2 separate regions of the Sus scrofa genome follow, and region 2 is linked to region 1. A link is a contact called in public HiChIP or PLAC-seq data. All regions are on one chromosome and are shown on one strand. Each heading gives the region's core, a stretch centred on a gene start, on an enhancer-like site or on the middle of the called end of the contact. The rest is flanking DNA. Distances are from core to core; before and after follow the strand shown. Region 1 holds the start of SART1 (U4/U6.U5 tri-snRNP-associated protein 1). Region 2 holds the start of SIPA1 (signal-induced proliferation-associated protein 1).

Region 1 (3,589 bases), core at 480-2,979:
ACCCGAGGGGTAGGGCCATGCCCAAGGACACAGGAATGCACCGCACACCAAGTTCCCACCCTGGGCTGGGGCCTGGCCAGTCACTCCACATACGCGTATGCTTTCCAACAACTAGGTGCACAGCAGGGGTTTTGAGGCTTGAGGAGGGGTAATCACTTCTCAGGGTCACACAGTACAGGAGCCCCGACATCAGTGATGATGGCCTCACCCATCCAACAGCCCATGTCTTCTTGGGCACAGGGACAGAGAGCTGTAGAGCCCAGTGGCCTCTTGGTGTCTTTTGTCTTTAAGGAGCCACAGGTCAGTGGGGGCAAGAATGCAGGACTCTTCTCAGAGCCCCACGAAGACAGGATCCACCGGCAGCCAGCCTGATAAGCACTCTAACTCAAGCTCAGACCAGGAGTCTGGTGTCTAAGATTAAAATTAAAAATAAAATTAAATGCTTTGTGGAAAATAGTGTGAGATTTCTGGTGGTGGGAAGGGGCTGCGTGTTGGGAGCTGGCGGTGGCAGGTGGGTTTGCAGCAGGCTTTCCCCACATCCCAGAGGAACTCTGGCTGTTCTGGCTGCCCCCTCCCTGTGCACAGCTCTGCCTCTGCTCCTGAGGTGTGAGCATGGCATCTCCAAGAGCAACAGCGGCAACTTGCCCTAGAAATGCTGGGTCCTAGAAAGTCAAGAGTGAATAGGACAGAATGGCTTCTGCCTTTGGGAACTCCCAGTTCTGGGGGGGAGGAAAGCGGAACTTTAAAGGGGAGCATAATCACAGACAGATGGGCCTCCAGATGGGGCAACTGGGAGGTGAGGGGTGTCAGGAGGGATGGAGAGATTGTGTGAACAGAGTTTTTGTTGTTGTTGTTTATTTGGCTGTGCCTGTGGCATGCGAGAGTTCCTGGGTCAGGAATTGAACCCAAGCCACAGGAGTGACCCAAGTCGCTCCAGTGACAGTCCCGGATCTTTAGATCTTTAACTCGCTGCGCCATAGGAGAATTCCTGTGTAAACTGAGATTTTAGCTTCAAGCAACTTCAAGTTAGAGCTCCTCTCAAGAGGGAAAAAAAAAAAGCAGCAGCAGCTCCCGCGAGCGCGCTCTCTCTCTCTCTCTCTCACACACACACACACACACACACACACACACACACACACACACACACACCCCGATGTGCTAAATTTTGCGTTCGATTTCAGGGGTTCACAGGCATGCAAAGGCCCATCTCGAGCTCCGTAGCAGTCAAAGCGCACGTTAAAAAAACCCAATTCAGGGACCGTGGGAAGGCAGCGTTTGCAGACAATATTAGTTGTGGGGGCTGGGAGGAGGCTGGGTTGTGGAGCTGAGGGTCTCAGGAGCAGAACGTGCTCCGTCCTCCTACACCTGATCGGCCACGACCCCAGGGAGTCTACTAGGAGGACTTCTGCTGGAGCGGCGGGCGCTGCAGTGAGCATCCCGTGGCTGAGGGTGTGCAAGCGGAGGGAAGCCAGGGAGGCCATGCTGGCTTAGATGGGCCCTAGGTCCTTCAAATTCTGGGATACGGTCTTCCCCGGACTCGAACGCGCCCCTCAAGCTTGAGCGCACGCGCAATCCGACCACTATGTCAAAGACCGCCGCTCGGCCAGTGCCGGCCGCGAATGCGCAGTCGGGCCCGATCCCAGCCTTCCCATGAGCCTTTGGGGCAGCTCCGAGGCAAAGGACGGAAGCAGCCGCTCTTGGTTTCCGGCAACGCGACGGCGCAGCCGGGCCCGACCCGGAAGTGTTCCCATTTTGCGCCGTCGGGGCTCGGCGGCGGCGGTGGCGGCGGCGGCGGCGGCGGCGGGGCTCGGGTGGACCTACCACCATGGGGTCGTCAAAGAAGCACCGCGGGGAGAAGGAGGCGGCCGGGACTACGGCAGGAGCGAGCACCGGGAGCGCCACCGAGCAGCCGCCTCGGCACCGGGAGCACAAAAAACACAAGCACCGGAGCAGCGGCGGCGGCAGCAGCGGTGGCGAACGACGAAAGCGGAGCCGGGAGCGTGGGAGCGAGCGCGGGAGCGGGCGGCGCGGGGCCGAAGCGGAGGCCCGCAGCAGCACGCACGGGCGGGAGCGTAGCCAGACAGAGCCCTCCGAGCGCCGCGTGAAGCGGGAGAAGCGAGATGAAGGCTACGAGGCCGGTGAGGGGCGGGGCCTGGGCAGGGGGCGGGGCGATGGGGAGGGTCTCAGGGTGGAGGGCCTCGGGGATGGAAGCCAAGCCCACAGGCCCAGCCATCCCCAGGCCCGTCGTCAGCGCATTTGGAAGGGTCTTGTTTTGATTATTTGGGATTAAGGGTTGGCTTTCTCTGCTAAACTCCGTGAAGGTGGAGATTTTCTCTGTTTTCCTTAACTGACACATCACAGGCACTCGCTAAATGTGTCGAGTGAACGCATGGAGTGGTACCATCGTGTGTAGAGGCAGGAGGACACCTGGTATTGGGCAGGTTATGTAGAGCTCATAGCAGAGACATGAGGCAGGGGTCCGAACACAGAGGCTCCTGCAAGCCTGTTAAGATAATTGAATTTTGTTGGCGTTCCCGTCCTGGCGCAGCGGAAACGAATCCGACTAGGAACCATGAGGTTGTGGGTTCGACCCCTGGCCTGGCTCAGTGGGTTAAGGATCCTGCACTGTCTTGAGCTGTGGTGTAGGTCACAGGTGCAACTCGGATCTGGCGTGGCTGTGGCGGTGGTGTAGGCCGGCAGCTGTAGCTCCAATTCGACCCTTAGCCTGGGAACCTCCATATGCCAGGGTGTGGCCCTGAGAAAACAAAAAACAAAAAATTTTGAACTTTGTTTCAAAAGTAATAGGGAGCCATGAATTCGAGCTGGGGAGCGAGTTAGTCGTATTCACGTTATCACAGAGAACACTGTGTTGAGAACTGGGTAAAGAGCAGTCAAGACCCATAGAGGAGGTAAGGACTGGCCATGGCTGGCACCAGGGCAGCAGCAGCGGGATGGAGAGTCGTTGACCCATTGGAGAGGTGTTTTGGAGGAGGAGGTGACAGAGCTTAAGCACTTGGATGACAGTGGGAAGGAGAAGAAGGAATTGAGGATGGTCCTTGGATTTTGGCTGGTGTGACCAGGTGGGTGGTAGTGTTGTCGACGGAAGTTGAGTTTGGAAGAGAAGCAGATTTTTTGGAGAGAGACAGTGAATTCAGTTTTGAGGAGTGTTGCATGAGGCACATGGGGAAACTCAGGGCTTGGGCAGGACAGAGCAGTTTGAGAGTCATAAGGGTTCAATGGCAAATGAAGTCCCTTGAGAGAGTGAGGATTGAGAAGCCAGGGTCGGGGGCAGAACCTCAGGAATGTCTACGTTTTAGTAGCAGGCGGAGCAAGATGGTACAAAAAAGGAGGTTGGATGTTCCCCAAAGCAAGAATACCATAGCATCTCATGTCATGGGATCTGTGGGCGTGATCAGTGGTGTCACACACCACAGGAGATGAGGCAAAACCAGAGTGGCAGAGAATCCATCGGATTTACAGACAAGGAGGCTGGCGACCTTGGAGCGAGCACGGAGGTGCTTGGGAGTCAGGGTCCAGGTGGGGTGGGAGGGAAAGACGTAGGTTGCGAGGTGGCCATGCTGGAGGGAGG
Region 2 (3,589 bases), core at 371-2,870, 250 kb before region 1:
CTCCCTGAGTGGCTCTGGTGATGGGCGTCCCCCTCCTCTGCTGCAGTGGCCGCCCCCTCGGCTCCCTGGACCGTCCCCTGCTTCGCCTGCCCCCACTGAGGGTCCCAGGCCCTCAAGGCCCCCTGGCCCTGGTCTCCTTAGTTCTGAGGGTCCCAGCGGGAAGTGGAGCCTGGGGGGTCGGAAAGGGCTAGGGGGATCCGAGGGGGAGCCAGCCTCAGGGAGCCCTAAAGGAAGCACCCCCAAATCTCAGGTAAGGTTCTTATGGGAGGGTCAGGTCCCGGGCAGCTCAGGTCTGCTCTCCCACCAACCTCTCTCTCCTCCCCAGGCGCCCCTAGACCTCAGCCTCAGCCCGGATATCAACACCGACGCCTCGCCCTCCAGAGCCGCACAGGACTTTCCTTGCCTGGATGGCAGTGCTGCTGAGAGTGGCACGCCCACGGGGGCCCTGGGCGACTGGCCTGCGCCTGCTGAGGAGCAGGAGAGCCCAGCTGCCCAGCCCCTGCTGGAGCATCAGTACTGAGTGGCCCGGTTCCCGCTGGGTCCTCGCCCTGGATTCAGTAACTTGGACCCCTGGCCTTTGGGTCTCTCTACTGGACCACAGAACTGAGTGGCTTTGACTCCCACATGTGAACCCTGACCTCTGGCTGCCTTAGCCAGAGCACCAGAACTGAGTAGCCCAGACTTCTGACCTTGACCCCTGATCTCTCATCCCTAATCCAGGGCCTGGGCTCCCAAAGGCAGGCAGCCTCCCAGCCAGGCCCAAGAGCCAAACCCATGGGCTGGTCCCCCTTCAAGCCCATGGCCAGGACTGCCTTGGCTTGCACTGCCTGCAGGGGTAGCCCCCTGACCTGGACTTGGGGCTGATATGTGGGAAGGGAAGGTTTCTTTTTTTTTTTTTTTTCTTTCTTTTTTTTTTTCGTGCTTCGGAGACACCAGAATTAATAACACTATTTTTGATTTTGGTTGGCAGTTTCTTCTATCTGGGGACGTTTGGGTGGAGGGGAGAAGAGCTGGCTAGGTCAGGGTAGATGAGCACAGAAGAGGGCATGAGGGATGTGGGTCTGGGTTATGACAGGGTCAAGGTTAGACCAAGGTGAGGTGAGGTTCAAGTAGGACGGGATCCTTTCCCTCAGGAGCCTGTTCCCTTTTCAAGCCTTGATCTGAAGTTTGCATTCCATGTCTCAGCATGAAACGTCCAAAGAGTTGCAGTTCCTACGCTTACCAGCCTTGACCCTGGCCAGAGCCTTTCTCTGAACCTCAGTTTCTTCAGTATAACATAGTTGACCCCTGGGTTCTAAGGGTACACGAGCGCGCGTGTGCAGAGCAGGACCCGGTGCTCGTGAGTAGTGGCGCCTGCTGAGCCCTTGCTGTGTGTCAGGCAGGAGCTGAACCCTTCGGTGTCCTCGCCCCAAGTCGGTTAGGGAGGCAGGTACACTTGTTCCGGTTTCTCAGCCGAGGGCTGAGGTCGGACAGTTCGCTGGGCTGGGCCTGTCTCAGGGCAGGCGCTCAAACCCCGCGCGGGGCTGACCACGGCCAAGCCTGCAGTCCCCGCCCGCCCCGCTGCGCTTCCCGCCGCGGCCGGCGCGGGCCCGCCCCGCCCCTCCGGGCCGGCCCCGCCCCCGGCATAGCCCCGCCCCCAGGCGGAGCCGGCGCCCGGAGCGGTAGCGGGAGAGCAGGCAGCGGGACCCCAGCGCGGGAGGAGGCGGCCGGGCGGGAGCCCCAGAGGTACCGGCGGGAGCGGGGGTGCGGAGGCACGGTGGTCGGGCCAGACAGGGAAGGAAGTGGCCTGGTGTGGACCCAGGTGGAGGGTGGGTGGGGGTCCTCTCCTCGTTCGCTGTTGCACCCTCCCAATCTCCCGCTGGGCTCCAGTCCCAAGTCAGCAAGTCCAGTCCCCTGCCTCTGACCAGCGCCCCACCCCCACCCTCTTGCCCGATGGCCCCGGCCCCCACCGGCGTGCGTGCGGGTGAGTGGATGCGAAGGTTCCCGACTCCCTCTCAGCGGCGCTGGCGACTGCCCTGCTGCCTGCCGACTGTGTGCCGGGTTCCCCCTATCCTGGGGCTCCCCTTCTGCCTGGGCGGCCTCCTACCCAGCCTTTGCACATTGCCCCCCAACCGCGGGCCTGGCCTGGGAGGAAACATCTGTCGCGGCCCCTGGCAGCACAAGTGGGGTCATGACCTCCAGATGTGCTGGGAAGCGTCCAGCGCCTCCTCCTGGGGCAGCCAGGCCTTCCGGATCTGTGGGAGCCGGCCGGCCCCCTCCTCCCAGTGACACAGGCCGCGAGGAATGTCCCGGCCTCAATGGACCCTGTGTGAAGCTGCCGGGTGGGGGGCAGAGCCCAAGAACACCCCCTAAGGCAGGGCCAGAGCCTGGCACTGTGCCAGAACAAGAGGCAGCCCACAGGCCATGCCCGCACAGCTACACAGAGCTCAGCCCACCCGGAGTGGGGCCCTGCCCAGACCCCCCTCGCACATGTCCTCTCTCGCCCCTATCACACACACTTCACCCACACCACAGTCCAGGCCCAGGAGCTGGGCACTTGGAGCCAGGGCCTGCCTCTGCCACCTCACACTAACACATGGCCAGCTGCGCTCGATTCACCTTCCTTTCAGTCTCCCAGCAGTGCTGGGGGGCAGCAGGAATGGTTAACCCCGTTTTAGAGATGAGAGAACAGAACTTTAGGGTTAGCGTCAGGACCTTGTCCAGGAGAAACCAAGGGAGGAGACACTCAGCTTCGGAGGCTTTGTCCCTGCTTGGTTCTGGAGCTTTAGCCGAGGGATGCCTGGGGCCTCTGCCTCCGCCCCCTCCTAGCCCAGCCCCACACAGTCACTGGGTGATGCACAAAGACCCGCCAGCAGGTGCCTGCACCCCTAGTGGGTTACCCACACATCTCCTGCCCCAGCGCCATCCTGGGTTCACCTGGGGGTGGCTTTCCCTCACGTTCTCACACCGCCCTTTGCACCTACCACTGGGCTTGACACATTTCCGCACTTCACAGGTCCCTGGGGCCTTGGGTGTCTCATTCTTACATCCTGTGAGACCTTGAGCCTTGGCCCAACCCCCCACCTGCCCCCCACCCACACATACAGGGATAGGAGTGGGGAGGTACAGCCCTGTTTAGGCCCTGGAAATTGACAGACCCAGGTTCAAATTCTGGCTCTGATGTGAAAGCGTTTCAGGCAAGAGCATCATCCCCTTATCTGGACCTCAGCTGGACCATCATGTGGGGTTCAGACTTCCCTGTCGGCCTCAGTGAGGCCAGGGAGACAGACATCCCCATGAGTCCCAGTTCCAGCGAAGGGGCCTGGTCAGGGTGACTCCATCCCCTGGCCGCCGGCACGGCCACAGTAGCCTGCAGGAGGATGAGCCCTGAAGGCCTGACCTTCAGGTTAGGGTGACTTGGGTCCCATGACTGAGCTACGGTGACCCCAGAACCTTCCTCAGGATGTGGGGCCGGACAGGGGGCTGCGCCCAGAGTTGGGGCCACTTCCTGTGCCGAAGGAAGTCCTCTTGCCATTCCTGCTGCCCTGCCAGTGTCCCCTAGGAACCCCTGTGTCCTTGAGGTATTGAGGCCCTGGGAGCCAGGGCACTG

Evidence for each region. HiChIP or PLAC-seq counts read pairs in DNA pulled down with a chosen protein or histone mark.
Region 2: a contact with region 1 is called in an H3K27ac HiChIP or PLAC-seq map of alveolar macrophages. The contact joins the promoter of SIPA1 here to the promoter of SART1 in region 1. A contact is called at or near these places in 1 of 5 promoter capture datasets (fetal liver) and 1 of 2 datasets of contacts at active chromatin or transcription factors (alveolar macrophages).

Annotation. Positions count from the first base shown.
Region 1 is chr2:6,371,482-6,375,070 of Sscrofa11.1, reverse strand. SART1 (U4/U6.U5 tri-snRNP-associated protein 1) reads left to right here and starts at 1,729. Exons shown (of 20, transcript XM_003122517.6): 1 at 1,729-2,138. The coding sequence starts at 1,826. It overlaps TSGA10IP (testis-specific protein 10-interacting protein), which reads left to right. Exons shown (of 9, transcript XM_021083386.1): 9 at 292-454. The coding sequence ends at 415.
Region 2 is chr2:6,616,587-6,620,175 of Sscrofa11.1, reverse strand. It overlaps SIPA1 (signal-induced proliferation-associated protein 1), which reads left to right and starts at 1,620. Exons shown (of 16, transcript XM_021082850.1): 1 at 1,620-1,725. PCNX3 (pecanex-like protein 3) reads left to right here. Exons shown (of 34, transcript XM_021082830.1): 34 at 1-963. The coding sequence ends at 520.